Linked DNA regions of Mus musculus: region 2 is linked to region 1. The links are chromatin contacts, called in public capture Hi-C maps. All regions are on one chromosome and are shown on one strand. Each heading gives the region's core, a stretch centred on a gene start, on an enhancer-like site or on the middle of the called end of the contact. The rest is flanking DNA. Distances are from core to core; before and after follow the strand shown.

Region 1 (6,643 bases), core at 1,315-3,814:
CCTAAGACGGGCATGGTGGCGCACAGCTTTAATTCCAGCACTTGGGAAGCAGAGGCAGGCAGATTTCTGAGTTCGAGGCCAGCCTGGTCTATAAAGTGAGTTCCAGGACAGCCAGGGCTATACAGAGAAACCCTGTCTCAAAAAACAAACAAACAAAAAGTATGCCTAATATTTCCTGGTCCATTTGAACCAAAGGGCAAGAATTTGGTCTGGTTCAGACACATTATTTGTAGGTTACTGTCTTAATCAGGTTTCCATTCCTACACAAAACATCAGGACCAAGAAGCAAGTTGGGGAGGGAAGGGTTTATTCAGCTTACACTTCCATATTCTGTTCATCACCAAAGGAAGTCAGGACTGGAACTCAAGCAGGTCAGGAAGCTTGGAGCTGATTCAGAGACCATGGAGGGATGTTACTTACTGGCTTGCTTCCCCTGGCTTCTCAGCTTGCTCTCTTATAGAACCCAGGACTACCAGCCCAGGAATAGCACCACCCACAATGGCCTCTCTCACCCTTGATCACCAACTGAGAAAATGCCTTACAGCTGGATCTCATGGAGGCATTTCCTCAAGGGAGGCTCCTTTCTCTGTGACAACTCCAGCTTGTATCCAGTTGACACACAAGACCAGCCAGTACAGTTACTATGGTTCATTTATTTACTCAATACATACTGCTTGAATGTTTAAAATGTTGCACATATAGACAACATATTGGGGGGATAGAGAGGAGGTCCTCTCTAGTGTCATGACTGGCACAAGTAAATGAAGTAAAAAAAAAGTGCTGTTACATGAAAAGGTAGGCAGGAGAAAACAAGGCTATTTTGGAAAGTCTCTCCAGGGAATGCATCATTTTTGCTGCAATCTGGCAAGTTGTGCCTAGCATTTTGGATTGATTTATTATTCCACATTCCAGAGAAACACACCACCCTCAAACATACACACACCCAACTGAACAGTACGTCCATTCATCCTGAGACAGGCCTATATCAAATGCTGAGAATACTTCTGTTAACATCATAAGGGCACCCATCCCGTCTCTCTGAGTTTACAAACTATTAAACAACTATGCAAGTATTTACACTGGGGATAAATACAGTGTACTCACCTTGCTGATACCAAGCAGAATCAGAGTTCACTGTTTGTTGTTCCTCCCCTAACCCCATACAAAACTCTCCTTCATTCAGAATCTTTCACAAGTACATTGGTGTAGCCACTGATAACTTACTCGTGTTCAAGGAAATAGCCACCCACCCATGCTCATGCAAAAACCCTCATTAAACTCGGGGAGTACAGAACAGATGTGAGAGTAGGAGTGGGAGGGCCTTCTCAGGGAGAAGAAGGGGCTTGGGGGGAGCTGGAGGGAGGTGGAAGAGAGAAATAAAGGGTGATATGATCAAAATACATTAGGTATGTATGCAATTGTCAATGAATATGCTTTTAAAAAGGACTTATCTCAATGAACATTTTTAGAAGTCACATTTTTAAAAAGAACAGAAAATTGATCAATCAGTTGGGACTTAAAATGATCTTAAGCATTTTTTTAATAGAAAAAGGAATGTCAACACCCCTTCATCAAATCCATACTATTTCTTTCTTCCCAACAAGGGCTCAGTCAGTTCCTGCCTTTTACAATGCTCTTGTCTTACAATGTCCACTTTCCTATCTGTAAAATCCCTTGCAGGTGAAAGAAAAGATCACTTCTGCATGGCAAATCTAGATTTTACACTAAGCCATGAAATCTTGCTAAGAAAAATTCTAAGAGAGGCACCACTGTCTGGATGGATGTGCTTTTGAAAGAACTTAAAGTCTCATCTGAAATAAGAACTTTGGGTCCATATAGACGGCAGGGCAGAGGGATCTTCCATCTTTCCACATCTCCACAAAGCCCTTCCCCCTGATTAGCCCAAATAACAACGGCAGATACACAGCCTCAAAGCAAAGTACAACTCCATGGTTCTCATCCACAAAAAGACCTTGTCTTAATTCCCACCCTCAATATACTGCTTTAGATTATCCCTTGTCCTGGAGAGAAGACGTTTTCAAGAGGTAGTTTGTGTACTTCTGGATAGTTAGAAGATGAACTTCCATCTGTCATTGAGCAGGGTTCAGTCAAGCTCCTACTCGCTTTTTTTTTTTTTTCCAAAACATTTTATCATGGAAACATACGAAGCCATTATTAAAACCCAAATCTCACCAAAAAGCCTAAGCTGAAAACTCAGCTGCCCTGCCAGCCATGTCCTGGGGGTGCTCTCTCCCAACCTCCTCCTCAGTGCTCCCATGGCAGCTGAAAGACTCTGAGTTTAGAAACCCCTCTGCCACCCATGGCTTCACAGAGCATTTTCTGAAGTTGCTGGTATTGTTTGCTGAACATTTATAAAGAAAACCTGCACTGTTGCAGGAAGTCTTACCCAGGAAAAGAAATTGGATCCTCACTAAAGATACTGCTTCCCACACAGCTGGAGTGATAGTAGACCCGCTTAATGGAAGAGAAAGCCAACTTCTCACCTCTGCTTTAGTGTTGGTGGTGGATCAAAGTGGACGGAGTTTGACGGAGGAGTCAGACTGGCCGGCAGTGCCTTTCCTTAATTGGTGGATATATTGGTGGGAGGAGCGTGAATGTTTACATAACCCTGGCCTGTCTTACTTAACCTTCTTAACAGGTAATGTTATCTGTACACACAGCAGAGTTTTAGTAGGCTGGGAAGGCAGTGCGTGTGCTTTTACTAGGAGGGAAAGGCTTGCTGAAAAGCAACCGGAATCCGGGGCTTACACATGCCTCACTCAGCCCTTCAGAGGTGGAGGCAGTGTTTCTCAGCTTGCCAGTGATTCAGAGAAGTGTAACAAGCCATGGTGTCTTCTCTGACCCAGACCTCACCGCTCGGCCTTCCTGCTCTGCTGTAGTCACAGCAGCCCCGCTGCTTGCCTAAGACACAGGCGTGTTCCAGCCTAGAGATCCTTGAGCTCCCGGCCTGTAACTCTTCCCACGGCCAAAGCCTCATTTGGTGAGATATCCTATCCCAGGCCTTTCTTCCCAACCTAGAAATCTTCATTGATTTTTTTCCTGCTTTTAACTTTTTTAAAAAAATTTTTTTTTCATTTCTGAACACCGACTTTGAAAATAAGAACTTTGCTTTATTTACTGATGGATCCTCAGTGTAGATATTAACTAGTAACAAATGTTAGCCATCTAGTAAATGTTTCATGTGATATGTGAACAGATGGCTCTTCCAATTGTATATGATAAAAATCCAACTCAAATTTAACTCAAATTCCAACTTAAATACTGGAATTAATAAGCTGGGCACGTTGGCCCATACTTTTAATCTCAGTGCTTGGGAGGCAGAGACAGGTGGATCTCTGAGAGTTTAGGGCTAGCCTGGTGTACACAGTGAGTTCTAGGACAGCAATGGCTTTCATAGATAAGAGCCTGTCACACAAGCAAGCAAGCAAGCAAACAAAAAATGAATTGGTCCCCTTTTAAAAATTGATCTTTTACAAATTTGATTTCTGGAAATTTACTATGTAAATAGTCACACTGTGTGTGAAGAGTGAGTTTTATTTCATCCTTTCAGATCTTTATGCTGTTTTTCTTTGCTCTGCTCCACTCCGCTCTGCTCTGCATTGCTTTGCTTTGCTTTGCTTTGCTTTGCTCTGCTCCGCTCCGCTCCGCTCCGCTCCGCTCTGCATTGCTTTGCTTTGCTCTGCTCTGCTCCGCTCCGCTCCGCTCTGCATTGCTTTGCTTTGCTTTGCTTTGCTTTGCTCTGCTCTGCTCCGCTCCGCTCCGCTCTGCATTGCTTTGCTTTGCTTTGCTTTGCTTTGCTTTGCTTTGCTTTGCTTTGCTTTGCTTTGCTTTGCTTTGCTTTGCTTTGCTTTGCTCTGCTCCGCTCCGCTCTGCATTGCTTTGCTTTGCTTTGCTTTGCTTTGCTTTGCTTTGCTTTGCTCTGCTCTGCTCCGCTCCGCTCTGCTCTGCATTGCTTTGCTTTGCTTTGCTTTGCTCTGCTCTGCTCCGCTCTGCTCTGCATTGCTTTGCTTTGCTTTGCTCTGCTCTGCTCCGCTCCGCTCCGCTCTGCATTGCTTTGCTTTGCTTTGCTTTGTTGCCTTATTTCTCTGGCTGGCATCCACACTGGAGCAGTGAAGTGGAGTTCTTGGTCCCTTCCTAAAGTAGGATGCACTGAGGCTTCCACAGTGAGTTCTACTGCCAGCTGTGGGTTTTGTTATTGATGGTCTTTGTAGGTGAAATCTATGGAGTTTGATTTTTGTTTGTTTATATGTTTTTTTGTCAAAATAGCGCTTTTTTTTTTTTAACCACATTATCCTCACTACTCAGCTTTCTCTCTTCTCCTGATATGTTGGTCCACAGCAACCCTTAATGTTTCCTTTTCTTTTTCTTCTTTTCTGTTTTCAGTGCATTCCAACTGCAGTCTTTCCTCCCTCCACTCCTCCTAGTAACCTCCCCAACTCCCCTCTTCCCCAGTTACACTGCTCTCTTTTTCACTTCAGAAAAGTGCAGGCCAGCTGGGCAATGTTGGCGCACGCCTTTAATCCCAGCACTTGGGAGGCAGAGGCAGATGGATTTCTGAGTTCGAGGCCAGCCTGGTCTACAAAGCGAGTTCCAGAACAGCCAGGGCTATACAGAGAAACCCTATCTCAAAAACAAAAACAAAAAACAAACAAACAAAAACAGAAACGTGCAGGCCTCCCAGTGATATCAACAGAACACAGCCTAACAAGATGCAAGAAGATCAGGCACACACCTCATATCAAATCTAAGCGAGGCAACCCAGTAGAGGAAAAGGGTTCTAATAGCAGGCAAAAGAGTCAGAGACACCCCTACTTCCATTGTTAGGAGCCCCACAAGAACACCAAGCTACACAACCATAACATAGATGCAGAGGACCATCGAAAACCCATGCAGGTTACATGGCAGCTGCTCCAGACTCTGTGGACCCTGTGTGGTCCTGCTTAGTTGGTTCAGTGGGCCATGTTCCTCTGGTATCCTCAACCCCTCTGCCTCCTACAATTCTTCCTACTCCTCTTCTTCAGGGTTTTCCCATCTCCAAGAGGAGGGACTGGATGGAGATCTCCCATTCGGGCTCTTTCTCTGCCTACTGTGTCTGTGGGTCTCTGCGTCTGCTCTTGTCAGCTGCCAACAGAAGCCTCTCTGATGATGACTGTGCTAGGCACCAATCTATGAGGAAAACAGAATACCATTAGGAATTATTTATTTAGATAAAAAATGATTTTTAAAATTTGTTATTTTTTAAATTTTTTCTTTTCTATTAGATATTTTCTTTACATTTCAAATGTTATCCTTTTTCCTTGTTTCTCCTCTGAAAACCCCCAATCCCCTCTCCCCTCCCCCTGCTCACCAACCCTCCCACTCCTGCTTTCTGGCCCTGGTATTCTCCTACACTGGGGCATAGAGCCTTCACAGGACCAGGGGCTCTCCTCCCATTGATGACCCACAAGGCCATCCTCTGCTACATATGGAGCTGGAGCCATGAGTCCCTCCATGTGTACTCTTTGGTTAGTGGTTTAGTCCCTGGGAGCTCTAGGGGTACTGGTTAGTTCATATTGTTGTTCCTCCTAGGGGGCTGCAAAACCCTTCAACTCCTTGGGTCCTTTCTCTAGTTCCTCCATTGGGGACCCTGTGCTCAGTCCAATGGTTGGCTGTGAGCCTATACCTCTGTGTTAGTCAGGCGCTGATAGAGCCCCCAGAGACAGCTATGGCAGGCTTCTGTCAGCAAGTACTTATTGGCATCAACAATAGTGTCTGGGTTTGGTGACTGTATATGGGATGGATCCCTAGGTGGGACAGTCTCTGGAAGGTCATTCCTTCAGTCTCTGCTCCACACTTTGTCTCTGTATTTCCTTCTGTGGGTATTTTGTTCTCCCTTCTAAGAAGGACCGAAGTATCCATACTTTGGTCTTCCTTCTTCTTGAGTTTCATGTGGTTTGTAAATTGTATCTTGGGTATTCCAAGCTTCTGAGCTAATATCCACTTATCAGTGAGTGCATACCATGTGTGTTCTTTTGTGATTATGTTACCTCACTCAAGATGATATTTTCTAGTCCCATCCATTTGCCTATGAAGTTCATGAATTCATTGTTTTTTGGGGTTTTTTGTTGTTGTTGTTGTTGTTGGTGGTTTGGTTTGGTTTGGTTTTTGGTTTTTTGAGACAGGGTTTCTCTATATAGCTCTGGCTGTCCTGGAACTCACTTTGTAGACCAGGCTGGCCTCGAACTCAGAAATCAGCCTGCCTCTGCCTCCCAAGTGCTGGGATTAAAGGCGTGCGCCACCATGCCCGGCTGAATTCATTGTTTTTAATAGCTGAGTAGTACTCCATTGTGTAAATGTACCACATTTTCTGTATCTGTTCAACATCCGTTCAGATGTTGAAGGACATCTGGATTCTTTCTAGTGTCTGGCTATTATAAATAAGGCTGCTATGAGCATAGTGAAGCATGTGTCCTTATTAAATGATTTTCTATCCTAGGTCCCTGGGCTATCCAGGCTCCTGTTGGGCAGTATTGGGCATGGGCTCCCTCTTGTGACTCTGTCAAATTAGATCAGTCATTGGCTGGCCACTCCTGTGAGTTCTGTGCCTCTATTGCCCCAGCATTTCTTGCAGGCAGGACAGATT
Region 2 (6,643 bases), core at 1,675-4,174, 570 kb before region 1:
AAGTCAGAGAACATGAAAAAAAAATCAAGTTGGTTCTCACCCAGAAGCTTCATTCCTAACTGCCCAGCTTTCACAATGTTGCAAGATGCTATTGGTGCCTCCAGAGGAGGAAAATTATCATCAGTCGTCCCCAGCTATGAACTTCATGAGTGACCATAATGACTGGCCTGGCAAGATATGCCCACTGGTGCAATTGCACCAAAAGCAAGAAACCAATGATTTATTTAAGTCTTCCACCAGAAGACGAAATCTATATCAATAACAACTATCAGGTCAAGAAGCCAGTGGTTAGGCAGGACCCTCAGGGAGAGCCCACTACTATTCTTCTAAACGGACATAGAATTAATAGATGATTAATCCAGCGCCTAAATCTTGTCAGCCAAGCATCTCCTTCAGTAAATGGCGACTAACACAGAGACCTAGAAAAAGATGGAAGTAGAGACTAGGAGACTGCTCATGCTTAGCCCTAAATGAGACATCTATATTATACATGCTACGCCCAAAATGGCCAGGGATGGCTGTGGAAGACGGGTGAAAAGAGTAAGAACCAGCAGCAGTGCACAACTCCGAGTAAATAGTTTCTGCTGGACACAAGAGGACATCCTCACACATGGACTCACAGTGGTTACGACAACAAGCACAAAACCTTGGAAAGCTCAAGCTAGGTCAGATCCCAACATGGAGAGGGAGGTCCCAGTGCCACCCCTGTCCAGCTAGGCATCGGTAACTGATACGTTCTGAGAGCGGAAGTGTGGCCCTTGGTACATCAACAATGCTCCAGTGGAAGACCATACACCCAAGTATATATGGATAGCATAAACTGCTCAATAAATCAAAACCAAGAAAAAACAAAATCCTGAAGAGAGGACAAATCTGGGTAAGTAGGGAAGGGGGGGTAGATATGGGAGGAGTTGGTGGAGAGGAGACTATGATCTGAATGCATTGTTCAAGATTCTCGAAAACAGAATAAAAGTTTTAAACCAATAAAAGAAAGAAAGAAAAACCCTATCCAGCAGCATGTGACTTTTAGACAAGTAAACTACTTAGTTTGTGTTAATTTAATTTTCTAATACATCTTTAAAATAGCAATAAGCATTGAATTACAGGAGTAGTCATTTATCCCTATATTTTAAATGTATTCAGCATCTGTGGTGATTTAATATCTAAAAAATGTCCCACACAGAGCAATAAGGTGCGAAGAACCATTTTATAAGCCCAAGATGCTGCCTGATGACATCTTAGCCCCTGGATTGTTGGAAGCTAGTGAGCTGCTATGTTAAAAGCTTCTAAGAGGTTTTTTATTTATTATCATGAAGTGTTGGTTCAGATTCGAGCATGGCTAAAACTAAGTCCAAGATAAAGCAATTAGCTTCTGAACTTAAAAAAGTCTGTCGCTCCACCGTACGTAAAGTCCAGCTGTCCATCCATCTCTGGAAACGCAGATGGGCAACTAGCAACACTCCCCTCCCCGATTTGATATCAGGTTGTTTAGATCCAAATCCCTACCACTGACAGTGGCACCTCTACCAGTGACCTCACACAACTGACAGAAATTACGGGGAAGAGAGCTCTGAGGAGAAGAGCTGGAGCCCCAGGCCTTAAAGGAACGTCATCAGGTTAAAGCTTTATTGAATCTTAAAATGAGGATGAATCTGAAGGAGATGGGCTGTTTTGGGGACTATAATCCAGACTCAGGCACAGCAATCAAATCAGGGGCCCTGTTAGCATGTGCACACACAGACACACACACACACACACAGACACACACACACACACACACACACACACACAAACTCTTTGGAAAAAATGACGCTTGAGTAGACTTTATAACATTTTGGAAAATAACAGCAAAATGAAACATAACCATAATATTACTAGGAAAATCTCTACTACTGTCTTTAAATTTATTGATATTGTTGTTGTGCACGTGCAACACATGGCCATAAATAAAAATAAAAGTTAAAATAAAATTAAAGATACACCCCAAGCTAATGAAACCAAAAGAGTACAGAAGTAGCTGTGCTAGTTAAAACAGATACAAAGTCAGGCTTGGTGACACATGCTCATAATTTTAACTACTCAAGAGGCTGAGGTAGGTGCTTGTGGAGCTGGACCTGTATCATATATATTTTCTGATCACAGTGTTATGTAAGTTTGATATAAATAACAGGAAATACTTTTAGAAAATTCACAGATATATGGAAATTAGACACCATGCTTCTTGTGAGTAAAATCGTCAATGAAGGCTTTTTTTCCCCCAGAAAGCAATTACCGATGTCTTGAGACAAATGGAAATGGAAAAAAAACATACTAAACTTACAAGATTTAGCAAAATACTCACTCTTTAAGGGAAGTTTACAGGATTAAAATTTACATCCCAGACTTTCAGAGAAACAACTTGCCAGTATGTCAGGGAACGAGAATAACAAGAATAAAACTAAGTGAGCAGAAGAGTGAAGCTCGGGAGGCAACCAAATCCTACACAGCCCAGACATCTCTTTACTCTGTGTTCTGGGTAAAGGAAAAAATGTGGGGCTAATCCCCACCCTCTTTTAAGACAGTCTCATTGTGAAGATCTGGCTGGTCCACAACTCAAAGGGCAGTGATGGGGCATCCTGCCGTTTTGCCTTTGACCTCCTACACCCCGAGCTGTGGTTTTGGCATTATCCCCATTTCTATATAGAAAATGGCAAATAGCGAGAGAGACAGAGAGAAAGGGAGATTGAACTCCCAGGGTATCTGAAAGCAGTGTGAGAGCAGGGGACACACAAGGGAGGACTCACCACTACTGCTCTAGTTAAGCAACCTTAAACCACTTAGCGCCTTATCCACCGAAGAGCATCATATGGCCCAGTTCTGGAAGCTCTTCCTGCACACAAGCAAGGCCTTAGCTAACCGTCCTGTAGGGTAGTGCTCTTTCTTCCAAGATCGTGGCCCCGGATCGGATCTCGTGCAACGAATTAAAAGTACAGTCGTGGGTGGACCAGAGGCACGCGCCAAGTGCGGTGAGCCGTTGAGGAGAGTCAGGTGCAAGAAAAAAGATGGAGGCACGTGCTGGGGGAGGAACAGGGGATGGGCTGGGAGTAGGGGGAGCCAACAAAACAGAAGGATCACGGAGCATATGCCGAAACCATATATTTCTCCTGTTCTCCCAAGTGCAACAGTTCAGAGGGAAAGAGCACGGAAGCGGGTCTGGGAGGGCTCCTGGCGATAGATCAACAGTCATGCACTGTAGTTAGGAGATGAGTTACTAGAGCTAGCAAGCTCAACCTGGAGTCAGAGAGACCTGGCACAGAGCCCAGCACAGAGCCTGACTTGTTCCAAATCCTTCTCAGCAACGCCTATCATTCAGTCCACCATGCACCATTGTTCCTTTCCACACTTGGGATCCTCTGCCCACAGCCCCAGCAGTATAGTGTTTCACACACCCCTCTCTCCGTTCTCCCTCCCATCTCTCCGCTTCTCTGACTCTATGCTGCTCCCCAATCTGGGATATCTAGCCACTCTTCTCAGTTCCTTCCAAGTCCGTACTGACTTAACCATGAACCCGCGTGCAGGAGCTGCCTAAGCCCTTTGCCCTCAGCTCTCAGACTCCCCACCTGCTTCATCTGGGTTCATCCACTAGCCTGTCAATAGAGGTCGACTCCACCTCTATATCAAATATCCCAGTGCTGTACAGGTCCATGAATGCCCACTCTTCTTGCCTCTACCCATCCTGATACCCTCTTCCAGTGTGGTTTCATTTTAGAGTCACAGGCTCTGAGTTCTGACAGGCACCGCAAGTTATCTATCCTTGACGTGCATGATAGGGATTTATTGTTGCATGGCGCTAAAAGGAGCGGGAACTAATGTGACATTACACTTTGTCAGGAGAGGGCGCTGGAAGAACACCATAGAAGCTTCTCTCCCGGGTTATCTTCTGCTTCACTTTTTTTTTTTTTTTTTTTTTTTTTAATTGGCTCTGGCCTGGTAACTTGCCAAGCAGCAGCTTGGACAGCATACTCCCCCAAAATCCCCACCCCTGCTCCCTCACCCCCGCACTTACAGTCCAGGACCATCAGGGCCACAGCTGTCTGGCTCTCAGCGAGAGGCTGCCAACAACCCAGCCTCAACAGCTGTTTCCAGTTCAGGCGCTCAGGTATTCAGCCCTTGAAGAATCCGCGTCGCGGAGCGGACGCGGCTACCCTGTGCTTGTTCCTTGGATGTTTTCATTCATCAGCGATAGTGCCGAGAGTTCATTTAAATATCTTCAATAAACTTTCCCTGTGCAAATTGTAATTTGGCATCTTGTCTCTAGGGGGAAACAGTGACCTGCGCACCAGTTGCTGTGGTCAAACCTTTGGGCACCTGCCAATCTTCCAATGACAAAAAGTAAGTAGCAAAACCTACTTTCCCCAGACCTGCGATGACTCAATGATGCGGTCACGGAGAGTGGACCGTAGAAGACTCCACACATGTTTTAATCTGCTAAAGCAATGACACATAGATGGCTTCTGGATATCATTTTGTTGCTAGTTGGGGAGGCAGGGTCCGGGGTTTACAGGTTCTCAGCCTCCTATCCAAAGAATTAAAAACAAGGACTCACATAGACCTGCAAAAATAGCAAGATAACCATATGCATGTCCGGTTGTGAATAGGCCTAAGTTTTGACTAGGGCATTCTCCATAAAAGTTCACTTAACAGAATTTGCATTGCTGGACATGCACCTGAAACTAGCTCAGGCCATAGCAGCCTTTACACTCTTGTTACAAGGATATGTCAGAATATTCTTGGAAAGTAACCACTAAGTTTGATTATTGCTGGAGGCAGAGAAATTGATAGTATGGTTCACAGAGAACCCAATCAACGCAGGTAGGGGTGTGAGTGGGTTCTGATGCTCCATAGTGTGCAGTGTGCACAGACCACGTGTGTGCACAGTTCATCCAGGCAAAGGAGCAGGCTGCCAATAGTGTTGTTACAAGAGGGAGCATAGGCATAACCAAACAGGGTCCCAGGGTACTAACCTGCCTCCTATGCTTGCCTGCTTCACTTTTGTTATTGACAGTATCAACTGAGGATGCAAACGCCGAGAACAAGCCGCCCCACAGTACAGCAGCCCCAGACTGTTTGCTGGGTGATTCTGTGCTGCCCACTATACTTGTCTATTTCTCAGACTGAGTGCTAGAGAGAGGATTAACGTCTCATGGTGTTCGCCATTTGCTCTCTGTTGTATGCCGGCCTGAGGCTTACAAGGACTGGGTACACCAAGGAGGCAGGCTGGGGCTGAAAGAGACTTAGATGGCGAGAGGTTAATGGAGCCAAGACATGATTCTGTTCAAGGCCCTCCAGTTTACAAGAGTGTGCTTATAAAAGGGGGGAAGGCTCATCCCCTGCCAGTCCATTCTTGGTGTCTGGAGCCAGCCTGTAGGCGATGTGCAGAATAGGACATTCCTCTGGAAAATCTCAGAGGCTTCTCAGTGGGTAGCAGTGTCTTGGAGAGAGCAGTGGCTGGTGGCAGAACAAAAGAGCCATCTAGGTCAGAAGGCTCCACCTTAGGTAATTTCCTTCTCAGTGGCAGCAAGGTCAAAGTGTGGATCAGCCTACTTCAGGGCTGAGGGAGGCTACAGCTCTCCCTGCCTAGACTGTAGGAATGCACCCCACCTTCTTTCTGTCTTAGAGCTGGGTCAGAGTAGGAAAGAAGACACGGGATTCTCCTTTGCCATTGTTTCATTTTTGAGACAAAGATTCATGTAGCTTGTCTCATAGCTGCTCTGTAGTGGGGACTGGTCTTAAACTCCTGGACTCCCAGCTTCCACCTCCTCAATGACAGGATTGGAGGTACATGTGGCTCAAAACACACTATTAAAAAAAATGTTTCCTTTCTGTTCTTAGACTTTCATGTTCTTAGTGCAAAGACTCCTGATTTGACTTGGGGAAATGACTGTTCAGCTGACCTTTTAATCTTTGACATTGACTGTGTGTGACATGAACGTATGTGTGTTCTGGGAAAGAGATGATTCTCCTGGGGCCTCCTCCTCCTCCAGTGCACAACCAGCTGCTACAATGTAATGATAGTGTTCTTCATGTTGCCCCAACTATATCACCATCCTTTGAATGTTTCTATTCTCAGGATACTCTGGAAAAGAAAAAAAAAAAAAAAAGACCTTGTCTCCACCCTGGTAAATGCTGTTTCTTTCATGTTTCTAGGAGGGAGAACAGGGTATTTCATAACTTTAGCATGTAGATCTGAACATACTAGATACACATACTCATCTAAGTCTATAATGAAGGGGATACATTTTATTATGTAAATATATTTACACAGTTATATATACGCAGGGACAGTGATACACACATAGTTATATATACGCATGTATATACACATGTGTCCCTCTCCAAACCCAAGTGCATTTGAATAACGACGTCATAATCACTGGTTGGAACTGAATGTCAGGGCACTGCTTTCTCATAGCCGCTCCGTGGGTTATCTGGATTGGCAAAGGTCAGGAAGACTTGCTCCAGCGTGATCTGACTGATGGAATAATCTTCCAAATTGTAGTCCTCCTTCGCTTTCTCCAGAATGCCAAACACCTTCAACAAACAGCAACAGAAAGCATGCAGTTACCACTGAAACGTTCCCCCCAACCCCCCACCCAGAGGACTC

The links. Capture Hi-C pulls out chosen DNA fragments and counts their contacts.
Region 2: a contact with region 1 is called in a capture Hi-C map of embryonic stem cells, with 4 times the contacts expected there. The contact joins the promoter of Abca15 here to the promoter of Acsm3 in region 1. A contact is called at or near these places in 3 of 39 promoter capture datasets (the 3T3-L1 cell line, cranial neural crest and second pharyngeal arch cranial neural crest) and 2 of 9 other capture datasets (adipose tissue and embryonic stem cells).

The regions. Positions count from the first base shown.
Region 1 is chr7:119,756,844-119,763,486 of GRCm38.p6, reverse strand. Acsm3 (acyl-CoA synthetase medium-chain family member 3) reads right to left here and starts at 2,564. Exons shown (of 15, transcript NM_212442.2): 1 at 2,505-2,564.
Region 2 is chr7:120,324,965-120,331,607 of GRCm38.p6, reverse strand. Abca15 (ATP-binding cassette, sub-family A (ABC1), member 15) reads right to left here and starts at 2,924. Exons shown (of 31, transcript NM_177213.3): 1 at 2,784-2,924. It overlaps Abca14 (ATP-binding cassette, sub-family A (ABC1), member 14), which reads right to left. Exons shown (of 31, transcript NM_026458.4): 31 at 6,256-6,570. The coding sequence ends at 6,430.